Regions from separate parts of the Macaca mulatta genome. Here region 1 is linked to region 2. A link is a contact called in public Hi-C data. All regions are on one chromosome and are shown on one strand. Each heading gives the region's core, a stretch centred on a gene start, on an enhancer-like site or on the middle of the called end of the contact. The rest is flanking DNA. Distances are from core to core; before and after follow the strand shown.

Evidence for each region. A called contact is a pair of places that touch in the nucleus more often than the background predicts.
Region 1: a Hi-C map of liver shows a contact between it and region 2, with 2.2 times the contacts expected there. The contact joins the promoter of ATG2A here to the promoter of MRPL49 in region 2. A contact is called at or near these places in 2 of 14 Hi-C or Micro-C datasets (fetal cortex germinal zone and liver).

What each region holds. Positions count from the first base shown.
Region 1 is chr14:9,470,302-9,476,883 of T2T-MMU8v2.0, reverse strand. It overlaps ATG2A (autophagy related 2A), which reads right to left and starts at 1,756. Exons shown (of 41, transcript XR_013403549.1): 1 at 1,512-1,756.
Region 2 is chr14:9,253,314-9,260,499 of T2T-MMU8v2.0, reverse strand. It overlaps MRPL49 (mitochondrial ribosomal protein L49), which reads left to right and starts at 3,621. Exons shown (of 4, transcript NM_001266995.2): 1 at 3,621-3,717; 2 at 6,579-6,729. The coding sequence starts at 3,640. FAU (FAU ubiquitin like and ribosomal protein S30 fusion) reads right to left here. Exons shown (of 6, transcript NM_001194638.2): 2 at 3,376-3,398; 3 at 3,023-3,105; 4 at 2,784-2,928; 5 at 2,265-2,320; 6 at 1,903-2,087. The coding sequence starts at 3,097. The coding sequence ends at 1,962.

The sequences.
Region 1 (6,582 bases), core at 507-3,006, 220 kb before region 2:
GACTGGGATCCGGGCCTCTCTCTCTTCAGGCCACTTCAGAGGTCCTAGGCACTCAGCTTCTTTGGGGGCCTTCAAGGTGGGGTCTGCAGGCTGAGCTGGGAGGAGAGGCTGGTTATCAAGAAAGCACATGCATTCCACCAGGGCCCTAGAGAAGCCAATTCGACCCCCAGCAAGAGGGCAGGGAACACGAGTAGGGGCGTTTTCTGGAGCTGAAAGTAAAAAGGGGAAGCCTAGGGCTGGGTATGGTGGTTCACGCCTGTAATCTCAGCACTTTGGGAGGCTGAGGTGGGAGGATCGCTTCAGGAGTTCAAGACTAGCCTGGGCAACATAGCGAAATCCTGTCTCTATAAAAATAAAATAAAAAAGGGGCAGCCTAGAAGTCTGGGCCGTCTTTCAGGCCAGCCTTAGAGGCTAAGGTTACAGGTCAGAGAGGGCTTCCTACACCATAATTCACAGACAGCAGGCCACTGGGAGGTGCCCCCAGTTCAGGGCCGAGGGTTATCCTACCCCACATTTGCTCACCAGGGCCTGGCCTACCCCCAAAGCCTAGCTCTTCCATCCAGATTAGCAGACCCCTGAGTCCAGCCACAAAACTGAGAAGTCCCTGCCTCCATGCCCACCCCTGCTGCTCTGGACCTGGTGGATTGACCAGGACGTGCCTCTAATTGGTGGCTCCTTCAAAGCTCCCCAGGTCAGCTGAGCTGTGAGTCAGGGCTCCTTACCATTCCCAGCCTCAAGTCTCTGACCCAGACCTCACACCTCTTGGCCTCCCTGGCATCTCCCTTGGCCTCCTCCAGGCTTGAAGCCAGATCTCCCGACCTTTCCTCGAGGGCCCCCCTCGAGGCAGGGACACTGACCCCGGTGGGTGGGTGGGAGATGTGGGTGGGGGCCATCCAGTCCCTCCCTAGACACCCACTTAGCCCATCCCACTCTCCCAAAAACAGGAAGTAGGCAGCGACCCAGGCACACAAGGTGTTGATCAACACTGGTGCTGACGCGGTTGTTGACATACACATCCAGTGGTTTGTTGATCCCACCTACGGGCCCAGGACCGTGGGGTCAAGAGGTCAGGGCACATGATCCACAGGTGTCCTCGCCAGGGCTCCGGACTCCTACCAGCTTCCCCGACCAGCTGCACAGGCCCAAGTCTGTCACTGCCCTGGCCCAGCTCGGTTCCTATGCTACCTCCCCAGCCCCTCCTCGGCCACCCTCCTTAACTCAGCCCCCAAACTCGACGAGTTTGTCTTGCATTCTCCAGACAGGTGATCTTGCCCTCTCCAGCCTCAGTTTCTCCTCCTGTGGAGATGGAAACCCCTTCCCGCTCAGTTTCTGGCTCTGGTAAGGAACTGAAGCAGCCAGCCGGGGTGCCTCTGACGCCTGGAGAGGGCAAGATTCCCCTGGCCTCTCTACGCCCGGTGCCTGATCCCCCCGGCCCGATCTTTCCGCAGGGAGCCTCAGGTCGCTGCGCTCCCGCCCTCCGCACCTTCCTGGCCTCGGGCCTGGCTTCTCACCCAGATTTCCAGGTGGATGTCTCGCAGGGCAACGCTGCCCTTGTACAGATCGAGGCTGAGCTGGTCCAGGCTGAGGTGCTCTTGGAAGAAGTGACCTAAGTAGTGGTGCAGCAAGTAGCGGCAGACCCGCTCTTTCACACAGTTTGACCATGGCCACAGCCATCGTGACATCTCGGAGACCGCCGGGGCCGGGCCGCCTCCGCTTGCCGCCCGCCGGCGATCCCCGTCCGGCTCTGCTGTTCACTAGAGCCCCCGGCTCGCCCCGCCGCTTCTCTAGGCGCCAGGCCGCGCCCCCGGACGCCCAGCCACGCCCCTACGCTCACTGTCATTGGCTATTGCAAAGGGTGAGGCCTACTGATTGGCTGCGCGGGGCGGAGCCTTCGGGCGCGAAAAAGGGACTGGGCTCTCTGCATGATATAATGCCCTCAATCATGATTTACGCTTGCGTAAAGTACTGTGTGGGCGGACCTTTAACCTTCCTTCTACAGGCTCTGGGAAGGCTGTTGCTCCAGGTGCCGGCCCCGCAAAGGAATGCGCATGTGCTGATTCGTCCAACCACTTTAAGTGGTTGGGGAGGATTTAAAGGTACAGTGTCCCAGCAAACTTCGCAGAAGCCTTCCCCAGAGGAATAAACTCAGTGCGCGATCTTAAGCGCGCATCTGTGGAAACAATTAAGTGGGTAAACATTTGCATTTTGCAAAATCCTTTACCACCCTTTATCTCATTGAGCCCTCTTAACAATCGTTCAAGGTAGGGATTATTGCCACCGCTTTACAGGTAAGAAAAGAGATTTAGACACAAGAGAGACCCTGCCTCAAAAACAAACAAAAATAAAGGTTCTGAGTCCATCACCAAGGAAGGTCTTTTTTTCCCTCCTCACCCCGGAATGCTCAGCGGGAGATTAACTGACCCTCCCTTCTCTCTGCCGTGAATCAGGCCTTAGGCACCTCTCTGGAATAATAATAGCTTTTCATATCTCTAGTCCTAAAATCAAAGAATGGATTCTGCCTCCTTTAAGCAGGGGGGCATTGTTTTTGTACAGCTTGTGAGCTAAGTATGGTTTTTATGTTTTTTAAAAGGTTAGGGAAAAAATCAAAAGAAGAATGAACATTTCATGGCATATGAAAATCATATGGAATTCACATTCCAGTGTTTATAAATAATGTTTTGGTGTCACACAGCCATGCTCATTTGCGCAAGTTCTGTCCAGGGTTGCTTTCTTGCTACAAGAGCAGAATTCAGTACTTGAGACAGAGGCCTGCAAAGCCTAAAATATTTGTTTTCTGGCCCTTCACAGAAAAAGTTTGCCAACCATTGCTCTGTAGGGGGCGGCCACACAAAACCTCTTACATCATGGGCAACTTCAGGAACAGCCATAGATAATTATGTTTCTTTTCTTTTCTTTTTGAGACGGAGTCTTGCTCTGTCACCCAGGCTGGAGTTCAGTGGCACAATCTTGGCTCACTGCAACCTCTGCCTCCTGGGTTCAAATTATTCTCCTGCCTCGGCCTCCCGGAGTAGCTGGGATTACAGGTGTGAGCCACCACACCCGGCTAATTACCGTGTTGGTCAGGCTGGTCTCGAACTCCTGACCTTAGGTGATCAGCCCGCCTTGGCCTCCCAAAGTGTTGGGATTACAGGCATGAGCCACCGCGCCCAGCCTATGTTTCTATTTTATTTTCATTTATTTATGTATTTATTTTGAGACGGAGTCTTGCTCTGTTGCCCAGGCTGGAGTGCAGTGGTACAGTCTCGGCTCACGCAACCTCTGCCTCCTGGGTTCAAAGGATTCCTGAGTAGCTGGGATTACGGGTGTGAGCTACCCCGCCTAGCCTGTGTTTCCATTTTAATCTTACTTGGGAGCTGGACTCTTAAATTCTAATGCCAAAACTCAGCCTGAAGCAAGGGCAACCACCCTGGCCCACGGGGCAGGGACCTGTATTCCAGTCCCACCCATGGGTGGTTTCTTCTCCTCTTGTGACCCTCAGTTTTATCCTCTGTAACTGGGCTTGAGTTAGTAGGTGGAGACAGTTCATTACCAGGAAGGAACAGGCTCCATTCAGGGAGGCAGGCTGATAGGACAGCAATTCAGAAAGTGCTTATGGGCCGGGCGCAGTGGCTCAAGCCTGTAATCCCAGCACTTTGGGAGGCTAAGGCGGGCGGATCACGAGGTCAGGAGATCGAGACCATCCTGGCTAACACGGTGAAACCCCGTCTCTACTAAAAAATACAAAAAAAAGGCCGGGCGCCGTGGCTCAAGCCTGTAATCCCAGCACTTTGGGAGGCCGAGACGGGCGGATCACAAGGTCAGGAGATCGAGACCATCCTGGCTAACATGGTGAAACCCCGTCTCTACTAAAAATACAAAAAAACTAGCCGGGCGAGGTGGCGGGCGCCTGTAGTCCCAGCTACTCGGGAGGCTGAGGCAGGAGAATGGCGTAAACCCGGGAGGCGGAGCTTGCAGTGAGCTGAGATCCAGCCACTGCACTCCAGCCTGGGCGACAGAGCGAGACTCCGTCTCAAAAAAAAAAAAAAAAAAAAAAAAAAATTAGCCGAGCGTGATGGCGGGCGCCTGTAGTCCCAGCTACCAGGGAGGCTGAGGCAGGAGAATGGTGTAAACCTGGGAGGTGGAGCTTGCAGTGAGCCGAGAGTTTGTGCTACTGCACTCTCCGTCTCAAAAGAAAAAGAAAGTGCTTGTGGAAGGAATCGAGAGCTCTGCCTTCTTCCATGGCAGGCCGGGGGCAGTACTGTGCTCACCAACTGATTATTGCATTAATAATAATAGACCGGGTTGGGTTGCTCACTCCTGTAATCCCAGCACTTTGGGAGGCTGAGGCAGGATTGCTTGAGCCCAGGAGTTTGAGACCAGCCTGAGCAACATAGCTGAATCCCTGTGTCTACAAAAAAAAAAAAAGTTTCAAAAGATTAGCCAGGCGTGGTGGTGCGTACATGTGGTCATTTGAGCCCAGGAGTTTGAAATTGCAGTGAAGTCATGAATGCACCATGGCACTCCGGCCTGGGTGACAGACGGAGATCTTGTCTAAAAAAAAAAATTAATAGTAAATATAATTGCCACCATGAATTAAGCCTGTGTGATGTCCTAGGCCCTGGGCTTGTTACTTTACATGCACGATCTCATCTGCTCTGCTGTTCACCATATGCTCGTGAGGGAGGTTCTATTAATATCCCCATTCTTAAGGGAGAGGAGACCAAGGCTACGTGCCTAAGTGCTGTGGAGCGAATGAATGAAAAAGCATTAAGATTCAGAAATCATAAAAAGAAAAAAGAGGCTGGGAACGGTGGCTTACTCGTGTAATCCCAGCATTTTTGGAAGGCTGAGGTGGCCAGAGTCACTTGATCCCAGGAGGCAGAGGTTGCTGTGAGCCAAGATTGCACCACTGCACTCCAGCCTGGGCGACAGAGCAAGACTCCATCTCAAAAACAAAAAAAGGAAAGAAAAAAGAAAAAACACCACTTCTCCCTTCCAAAGGTGGTGGGGATAGAAGGGGATATTCTCTTGGTCCAAGAAAAGTTGTCCTTTCTAGGCCCCTGGAGCCACTCTGGGCGTTTGCTCTCCTCCAGTGAGGGAGGAGAGCGAACACATCTGCCTCACATCTGTCTCTTGTAACTTAACTGGTGGGCACATCCATCTCTTAGGAGTTGGTGCCTGCAGGACCATTCCTGAGCTCTAATTCCCAGTGCCGTGAGTGTGCCGCAGCAGAAGATCAGATAGAACTGAGAGGACGCAAAGATACTTCCCCAGACAAGCTCCGTAGAAAACCAACTCCAGAGACAGTTATTCCCCAACCTAGCCTCGGAGGAGGAGCTAAAGGAGTAATCAAAAAATCCTGGCACAGTAAAGGGGACGATATTCTCTTGGGAGGAAAGGTGGTGTTGGGAACCCCATGGGGCATTCTGCAGCGCAGTCTCAAGCCCCACTTTAGGTCCAGCAGTTTTTTGTTTTTTGTCTCCCAGCCTGGAGTGCAATAGTGTGATCTCAGCTCACTGCAACTTCCACCTCCTGGGTTCAAGTGATTCTCCTGCCTCAGCTTCCTGAGTAGCTGGAATTACAGGTGCGCACCACCACGCCTGGCTAATTTTTGTATTTTTAGTAGAGACGGGGTTTCACCATGTTGGCTAGGTTGGTCTCGAACTTTTGACCTTGTGATCTGCCCGCCTAGTCCTCCCAAAGTGCTAGGATTACAGGTGTGAGCCACCATGCCCAGCCTTAGGTCTAGCAGTTCTATATGTAATTTTTTTTTTTTTTTTTTTTTGAGACAGTACCTCTTGCTCAGGCTGGAGTGCAGGGGCATGATCACAGTTCACTGCAACCTCTGCCTCCCGGGCTCAAGCAATCCTCCCACCTCAGCCTCCCCAAGTAGCTGGGACTATAGGCTCATGCCACCATGCCCAGCTAATTTTTCTATTTTTTTGTAGAGATGGAGTTTCACCATGTGGCCCAGGCTGGTCTTGAACTCTTGGTCTCAAGCAGTCTGCCTGCCTCTGCCTCCCAAGGTGCTGGGATTACAGGCGTGAGCCCCTGCACCTGGCCTAGGTCCAGCAGTTCTAACAAATACACTGGCCCTGGCCACTGCATTTAGGGACTTCTTCTACTGGACAACTGGATTCCAGTCAAGAGGTCTGGGGAAGTTTGGGGCCAGGATTCCTCCCCATAGAGAGAAAACGGGGAGGGCCAGGCTTTGCCCAGGGGTGAGCTCCCGGGGGCATCCTTCCTACCTTAGATTAGGCGAAAACTCATCAGGTAAACTGTGTGCTTTAGGCCTCAGGGGCCCTGAAGGAGTCTCTCCCTTCCCCCATGGATGGCCCACCCTCTCGGTGAGAAAGGGATCACGGAGGTGGCCTGGGGACTGTGGCTTTTGACTCTGTCCTGGGTGGAAAGCTTGGGTTTTATCAGAGGGAAGGGTTTTTATGGAGGAAGAGCAGCCATCCCTCAAGGCTGGGTGGAGTGGAGGAAGGAGATCCCAGGCAGATGGCAGGGAACTAGGTGTCCAGGCCAGAGAAGCTCCTCTAGGTAGCTCAGGGGCAGCCAGGAGAACAGGGGGATCTGGAC
Region 2 (7,186 bases), core at 2,372-4,871:
AATGCACATCAAAGGGAGTTGGGGGTCCCTGTTCTAACAGAGCTCAGTCTTATGGTGGAGTGGAGGTGTGATGAACCAAACTGTGAGTGTTCTTTGCATCCCTACTACTACTACTGGTGGTCTAAGCTTCCTGACCCCTCACGTGGATGACAACACATTGTGTTTTTCCTTTCTTGCCAGCCCTCCAGAAAAACCTGCCAGATAAATTAGATCACAAGTCAGATCAGATCCTTCTCTTACTCAAAACCCTTCTGCGACCCTCCATTGCATTTGGACTCAAACCTAAACTTCTCTCCATGGCTGACAAGGCCTTGCAGGATCTGCTCCCACCCCTAGACATCACCTCTTCCCCATCTTCATACAGTCCTCTTGGCTTAAAATATTCCCCTACCTGATCACTTGATTTATTCATCTCAGGTCTCACACATGTCATTTAAACACGACCTCTCAGTTGGGCACAGTGGCTGACACCTGTACTCTCAGTACTTTGGGAGGCCAAGGTGGGCGGATCACTTGAGCCCAGTTCAAGACCAGCCTGGGCAACACAGCAACAAAACCCCGTCTCTGCAAGAAGTACAAAAACTTAGCCAGGAGTGGTGGTGCATGCCTGCAGTCCTCAGCTACTTGGGAGGCTGAGTAGGATCACCTGGGCCCAGGACTTGGAGGCTGCAGTGAGCCATGACTATGCGACTGCACTCCAGCCTGGATGAGAGACCTTGACTCAAAAAGAAAAAAGGCCGGGTGCTGTGGCTCACACCTGTAATCCCAGCACTTTGGGAGGCCAAGGCGGGTGATCACAATGTCAAGAGATCGAGACCATCCCGGCCAACATAGGGAAAACCCATCTCTACTAAAAATACAAAAAATTAGCTAAGCGTGGTGGCACATGCCTGTAGTCCCAGCTACTCTGGGGGCTGAGGCAGAAGAATGGTGCGAACCCAGGAGGTTGGAGACTCCGTCTCAATAAAAGATAAAGAAAAAAGAAAAACAAAAAAGAGGCCCTCTCTGGGATGCTATTGTATCTGTCCACATCCTCCCCCTTTCTAAACTGCTAGAAAGCAGAAAGCATGTCTTTAACACCACGAGACGAAAATAGCCAAGATTCACACACTACATCCTTTAACCTTCACAGCAGCTCTGGAGATGGCAGAGATTAAATTAGTAGTTAGTTCAAAGGCCAGCCACCCAGTAAATGGATTAGGAAAAAAAAGGTCCAAACTCAGGCATTCAAAGTCCACAGCCCAAGGGTTTTACCCTGTTGGATGCTATTTCCCAAGAACTGGCAGGTCCAGAAACTTTAGCTGAATGAGTAAGTGGGGTTCAGAAGTGCTGGGAGGCTCAGTTGCTAGAAGGCAACCCTGAATCAGCCCCAGAGATAATCCAACTTTTGGGAACACCAAAACATCACTATATCCAATCACAGATGTGATTAGGTTACCAAGTCTAGCCAGGCAATCATAGAGGTACAAACGAGACCATGCACCCAACGTAATATTTATTTCTAAAACCGAGGCAGACCAGATTCCTGCCCTGGACTCTAAGGCCACAGTTGGTATCAAGTTCAGGGAATGACCAGGTTCACCTTCTATACAAACCTCTTCCCCCACCCATCCCTCCCACTGCTGCCTCCATAACAAACGTCTCACCACAATGATTCCTGCTACCTTCTCTGTTTAGAAGATGAAAAAGAATGACTTGAGGGGACTGATCAAGTTACTTAGGATAGGGAATAACTCCAATTCTACACCTGAAGCCCCAGGATCTGTGGCTACTGTTTCTTCACAGAAAATTCCTCTTGCAGTTTACCATTTCTTCCCCTATACCAACGGCTTTTCTGCCTCACTGTTCTTACAGGGGACACAGCACCAACCTCTCCCCGAGGCCTTGCAAATAAAGATGAAGCAATGCGATGACTGAACTAAGTGGCTTTTTTATTAGAGAAAGCCGCAATTACAAAGGACTTAAGAATTGGCATTGGGGCCCTTCTTCTTGCCAAAGGTGGGCACAACGTTGACAAAGCGCCGGTTGTACTGCATCCGGCGCTTAGCCCGACCGGTCTTCTTCTTCTTCTTCTCCTGTTTGGCCACCTGAAGAAGGGAGGGTTAATCAGGCCCTGGTTTCTGTCTTCCACACCTAGCATCCTTTCCCTCAGGCTCATCTCCAGGGAGGGAGAAGGCAAACCGGGTAAGAACCCAGGGACTTGATTTAGCTGTGACAGGAAAAGACAAAGTCCAAACACCATGACCACTAATACTCTCACTCACCTTAGGAGTCTGACCTCTCACTTTCCCAGCACGGGCCAGGGAACCATGGACTTTACCTGTAATGGGAAAGGAAGGAACCAGCAGGTAAGAGCAAGAAGGTGCCACCCAGCAGAACCCCTCTTTCCTCAATTCAAGCCTTTAAAGAGAAGCTGGGCCCAACAGGTAATGAGAACAAAGCTGCAGATATCTGACCTTGAAATCTTAAGTTTCATTTCAGGATTTTCCAGCTTCTAACTTTCTAGAGCACTTTGGGGGCCCCGGTCTGACCTAATTTTAGTGGGGAAGCTGATAACCAGACTCGGATCTCGTGATGTGACTGAAACACAACTACACTCTGGCTCAGTCTCCCATGGACGTCTGTGTTCAACATGAGGGATGTAAACAGGAAGAATCACTCTGAACTGAGGGCAGTGAGAAGTACTCTATTACCATAGGTGTGACACTCAGCTGCCAGGACTATGCACCCCCTACCCACTAGACGCTTACCAGTAGTTCAAAAAACATTCTTCTCTCACTCACCTCCAAGCATGCGGCCTGCTACTTCCAGGGTAGTCAGGGCCTCCACCCCGCACTGGCCCAGAGTGGCCTCATCCTCCAAGGGGGTGCCTGCCAGGAGCACGACTTGATCTTCCGGGGCAATGCCCTCCAGTGAAGCTACATGAGCCTACAGGGAAAGATAAGGCTCGTAAGTGTTCCCTCGGGCCGCGAGGGTGAAGAGCACAAGAAAATGGAACCCAGGGCGCACCAAGCAGCCTTACCTTGATTTGGGCGACCGTTTCCTGGCCGGTCACCTCGAGGGTGTGTAGCTCCTGGGCGCGGACAAAAAGCTGCATGTTGACGACTGAGTAAAGAAATACGGCTTGTAAGAGAAGCGAAGAAATGCTCTGGGATAAAGGAGGTTTGGGAATGGAAAGTGGTCCAGAAACGATAGCGATGGGATGGAGGTGGTCGCGGCGGCTCACGTGGGGAAGGCCAGGCCTCCCGAAGAATTCGGATAGGGACTGGAGCAGGGCCACAGAGCCGGCCTGGTTCTTCAGTTTCCCCCGCGCCCTCTGATCCCGCAGCCAATCTGCTACAAGCCCTTCGGATCCAGCCAAGGCCCTATTCTTACCTGAACCGCGGTCCCAGCTGCCGCTACCGCGAAGATGGAGTCGAGAAAGAGGAAGAAGCGAGGGCGCGTCTGTACTGACCGCGAGCTGCGTATCACGTCACTACTGAGCGACCGCGCGGGTCTCTGATATTTGTACCGCCCAAGGCGACCCTAGCTCCGCCCCTTTACGCTCGCACAGGCGAGCCTGCCAGGGGCAGGCAGCGCGCGCAGGAGGGGGCGGAACCAGACCGTTGCGTGCACAGACGGCTGGCGTACGAGGTCAAGATGGCCGTTACCATGTTCCGGGCTGCGCTTCGGGGATGGAGAACCGGTGTCCAGCGGGGCTGCGGGCTACGGCTGTTGGTGAGAGCGCTGAGCGAGGAGCTGAGGGCATCGCGTGGGTGTGAGGCTCAGTGTTAATCATTGTTAACCCCGAAAACTAAGGCATTCCTACTTGGGGCCTTAGTTTTGTCGTTTTCGATCGGAAGAGCTTGTCTCCCGATCGAGTGTAGATACAGAAACGAGAAAGTGGTAGACTGCGGTGCTCTTTGGGAGCACTTAACACAGTGCCTGGCAGTGTCTATGTAAGCCAAAACGTTTCAGATAAGGGGCGGGATCCTAGCATGAGTGTGCGTAGGGAATTATGATTGCCTTAATTCTTTTTTTCTTTTTTTTTTTTTTGAGACAGAGTCTCGTTCTGTTGCGCAGGCTGGAGTGCAGTGGCGCGATCTCGGCTTACTGCCAGCTCCGCCTCCCGGGTTCACGCCATCCTCCTGCCTCAACCTCCTGAGTAGCTGGGACTACAGGCGCCCGCCACCACGCTAGGCTAATTTTTTTGTATTTTTAGTAGAGATGGGTTTCACCGTGTTAGCCAGGATGGTCTCGATCTCCTGACCTCGAGATCCGCCCGCCTCGGCCTCCCGAAGTGCTGGGATTACAGGCGTGAGCCACCGCGCCCGGCTGATTGCCTTAATTGTTAAGGCAATCATAAGATTAAACACCACTATATCCAATCACAGATGTGATTAGGTGAGCAAGGCCAGCCAGGCAATCATGAAGGTACAAACAAGGTTACGCTGCCAATGTAATAATAATATCTATTCCTAAAACCGAGGCAGAAAGTTAAGCCTTAAGTTTCTAAAGACTTGATTGACTTTTCAGAAGTCTACACATACTCTTTTGAATCCCACCGAAATCCTAAGAGAGGTAGACCATTCAGAGTATATGAGCCTCCTTTCCATCCCGTCTGTACCCTGCACCATGGAAAACCAAAGACTGGTGCTATCTTATGTCAACTTAAATAACGGACTCTAAAAGAAAATGATATTTATTCGGAAATGGGTGTATACTATGTGCTTATCAGGGAGGTAAAAGAAGACAAAGGTTTTTAACGGAAAAATGGGCCAGGCACGGTGGCTCACGCCTGTAATCCCAGCACTTTGGGAGGCCAAGGCGGATAGATCACCTGGAGTCAGGAGTTTGAGACTAGCCTGGCCAACATGGTGAAACCCGTCTCTACAAAAAATACAAAAATTAGCCGGGTGTGATGGCGTGTGCCTGTAGTCCCAGCTACTTGGGAGGCTGAGGCAGGAGACTTAACTTGAACTTGGGAGGCGGAGGTTGCAGTGAGCCGAGATCACGCCACTGCACTCCAGCCTAGGTGACAGAGTGAGACTCCGTCCCCCCCCAAAAAAAAATAAAGGAAAGGAAAAAAGAATATTACATAATTGTATTGAGATAGTTATCCTTGGCTACAAGGATGAATAACAAGGGTGGTGCCAGTTCAAGATTGGACAGGCAGTTGTTGGACAGATGGCCCTGCAGAAATTTTTGTTTGTTTATTTTTGTTTTTTGAGAGAGTCTTGTTGCTCTGTCACCCAGGCTGCAGTGCAGTAGCATGATACCAGTTCACTGCAACCGCTGCCCCCTGTGTTCAAGCAATTCTCCTGCCTCAGCCTCCCAAGTAGCTGGGATTACAGGCATGCACTACCATACCTGGCTAATTTTTTTTTTTTTTTTTTTTTGAGACGGAGTCTCGCTGTATCTCCCAGGCTGGAGTGCAGTGGCGCGATCTCAGCTCACTGCAAGCTCCGCCCCCTGGGTTCACGCCATTCTCCCGACTCAGCCTCCCAAGTAGCTGGGACTACAGGCGCCCGCTACCACGCCCGGCTAATTTTTTTTTTTGTATTTTTAGTAGAGACGGGGTTTCACGGTGTTAGCCAGGATAGTCTCGATCTCCTGACCTCGTGATCCACCCGCCTCGGCCTCCCAAAGTGCTGGGATTACAGGCTTGAGCCACCGCGCCCGGCCTTTTTTTTTTTTTTGAGACGGAGTCTCGCTGTGTCGCCCAGGCTGGAGTGCAGTGGCGTGATCTCGGCTCACTGCAAGCTCCGCCTCCCGGGTTCACGCCATTCTCCCGCCTCAGCCTCCGAGTAGCTGGGACTACAGGCGCCCGCCACCACGCCCGGCTAGTTTTTTGTATTTTTAGTAGAGACGGGGTTTCACCATGTTAGCCAGGATGGTCTCGATCTCCTGACCTCGTGATCCACCCGCCTCGGCCTCCCAAAGTGCTGGGATTACAGGCTTGAGCCACCGCGCCCGGCCAATTTTTGTATTTTTAGTAGAGATGGGGTTTCGCCATGTTGGCCAGGCTGGTGTTGAACTCCTGACTTCAGGTGATCCACCTGCCTCGGCCTCCCAAAGTGCTGGGATTACAGACGTGAGCCACCGTGCCCAGCCAGAAATACTTTTTTGTGTAAGGTTGCAGTGGCCTTTGTGCAAGTCTGTGGTTTTTGCAGTCTTTTGTGATAGTTCTTGTTATTAAGTATTTGTGCACAAGAACTCTTTTTTTTTTTTTTTGTCTTTTTTTTTTTTTTTTCCTTTTTGTGGAGAACGGGGTCTCGCTATATTACCCAGGCAGGTCTCGAACTCCTGGGCTCAAGCCATCCTCCCACCTCTGCCTCCCTGAGAGCTGGGATTACAGGCATGAGCCACCACGCCCGGCCAAGAACTCTCTCTTCATGGCCCTCCCTAGCTTTGTTTGTTGGGATTTTTAACCCAAGTGACTCACTCCATTTTGATTCTGATAGCTTTCACACCGATCGCCCAGCCTTTTATTCATGCCATTCTCTCTGCCTGTAATGTTTCCATTCTCTACTTACTGAACTTATGCCATCCTGTGTTGTGTAGGCTAATGGAGAAATGGAATTTTTGTTTTGCTTCAGAGCCAGACCCAGGGCCCTCCAGATTACCCCAGCTTTGTGGAGTCTGTGGATGAATATCAGTTTGTGGAGCGCCTGTTACCAGCTACGAGGATCCCAGATCCCCCAAAACATGAACATTATCCTACCCCTAGTGGCTGGCAGCCTCCCAGAGGTGAGCTGGGTGGTTAGGGATGATTTGAAAACTTCACGGAGCATCACCTCTTCCCCAGAGGTTGGCCTCCCCCATGAGGCTCTGGACTCTTCAGTGGGTTCAGGACTTGTTTTGCGATCCCTGTGGGTTACATCTGTCTCATGCCTGAGGAAGAGCCCAGGAATGGAGTCCTCTGTTGTTCACTGGTACTCATCCATCCACACTATTGGGATTGGGTCTTCCCCATATGGGGGAAAGTAAACAACAGAGAGAAAACCCAAGAGCTTGGACCTTCTTTCCCCCCAGGAGACTATGTCTATAATTAATAACACAGCATGGAGTCAGGCAATTCTGGATTTGAATTTGGCTTTATTTACTGTTGATACTATCTTGAATTAGTCACTTAGCTTGACCCAACCTGTTTTAGCAAAATGGAGATGATCTGCTCAGTACCTAGAGCCCTTAGTGCAGAGCCCAG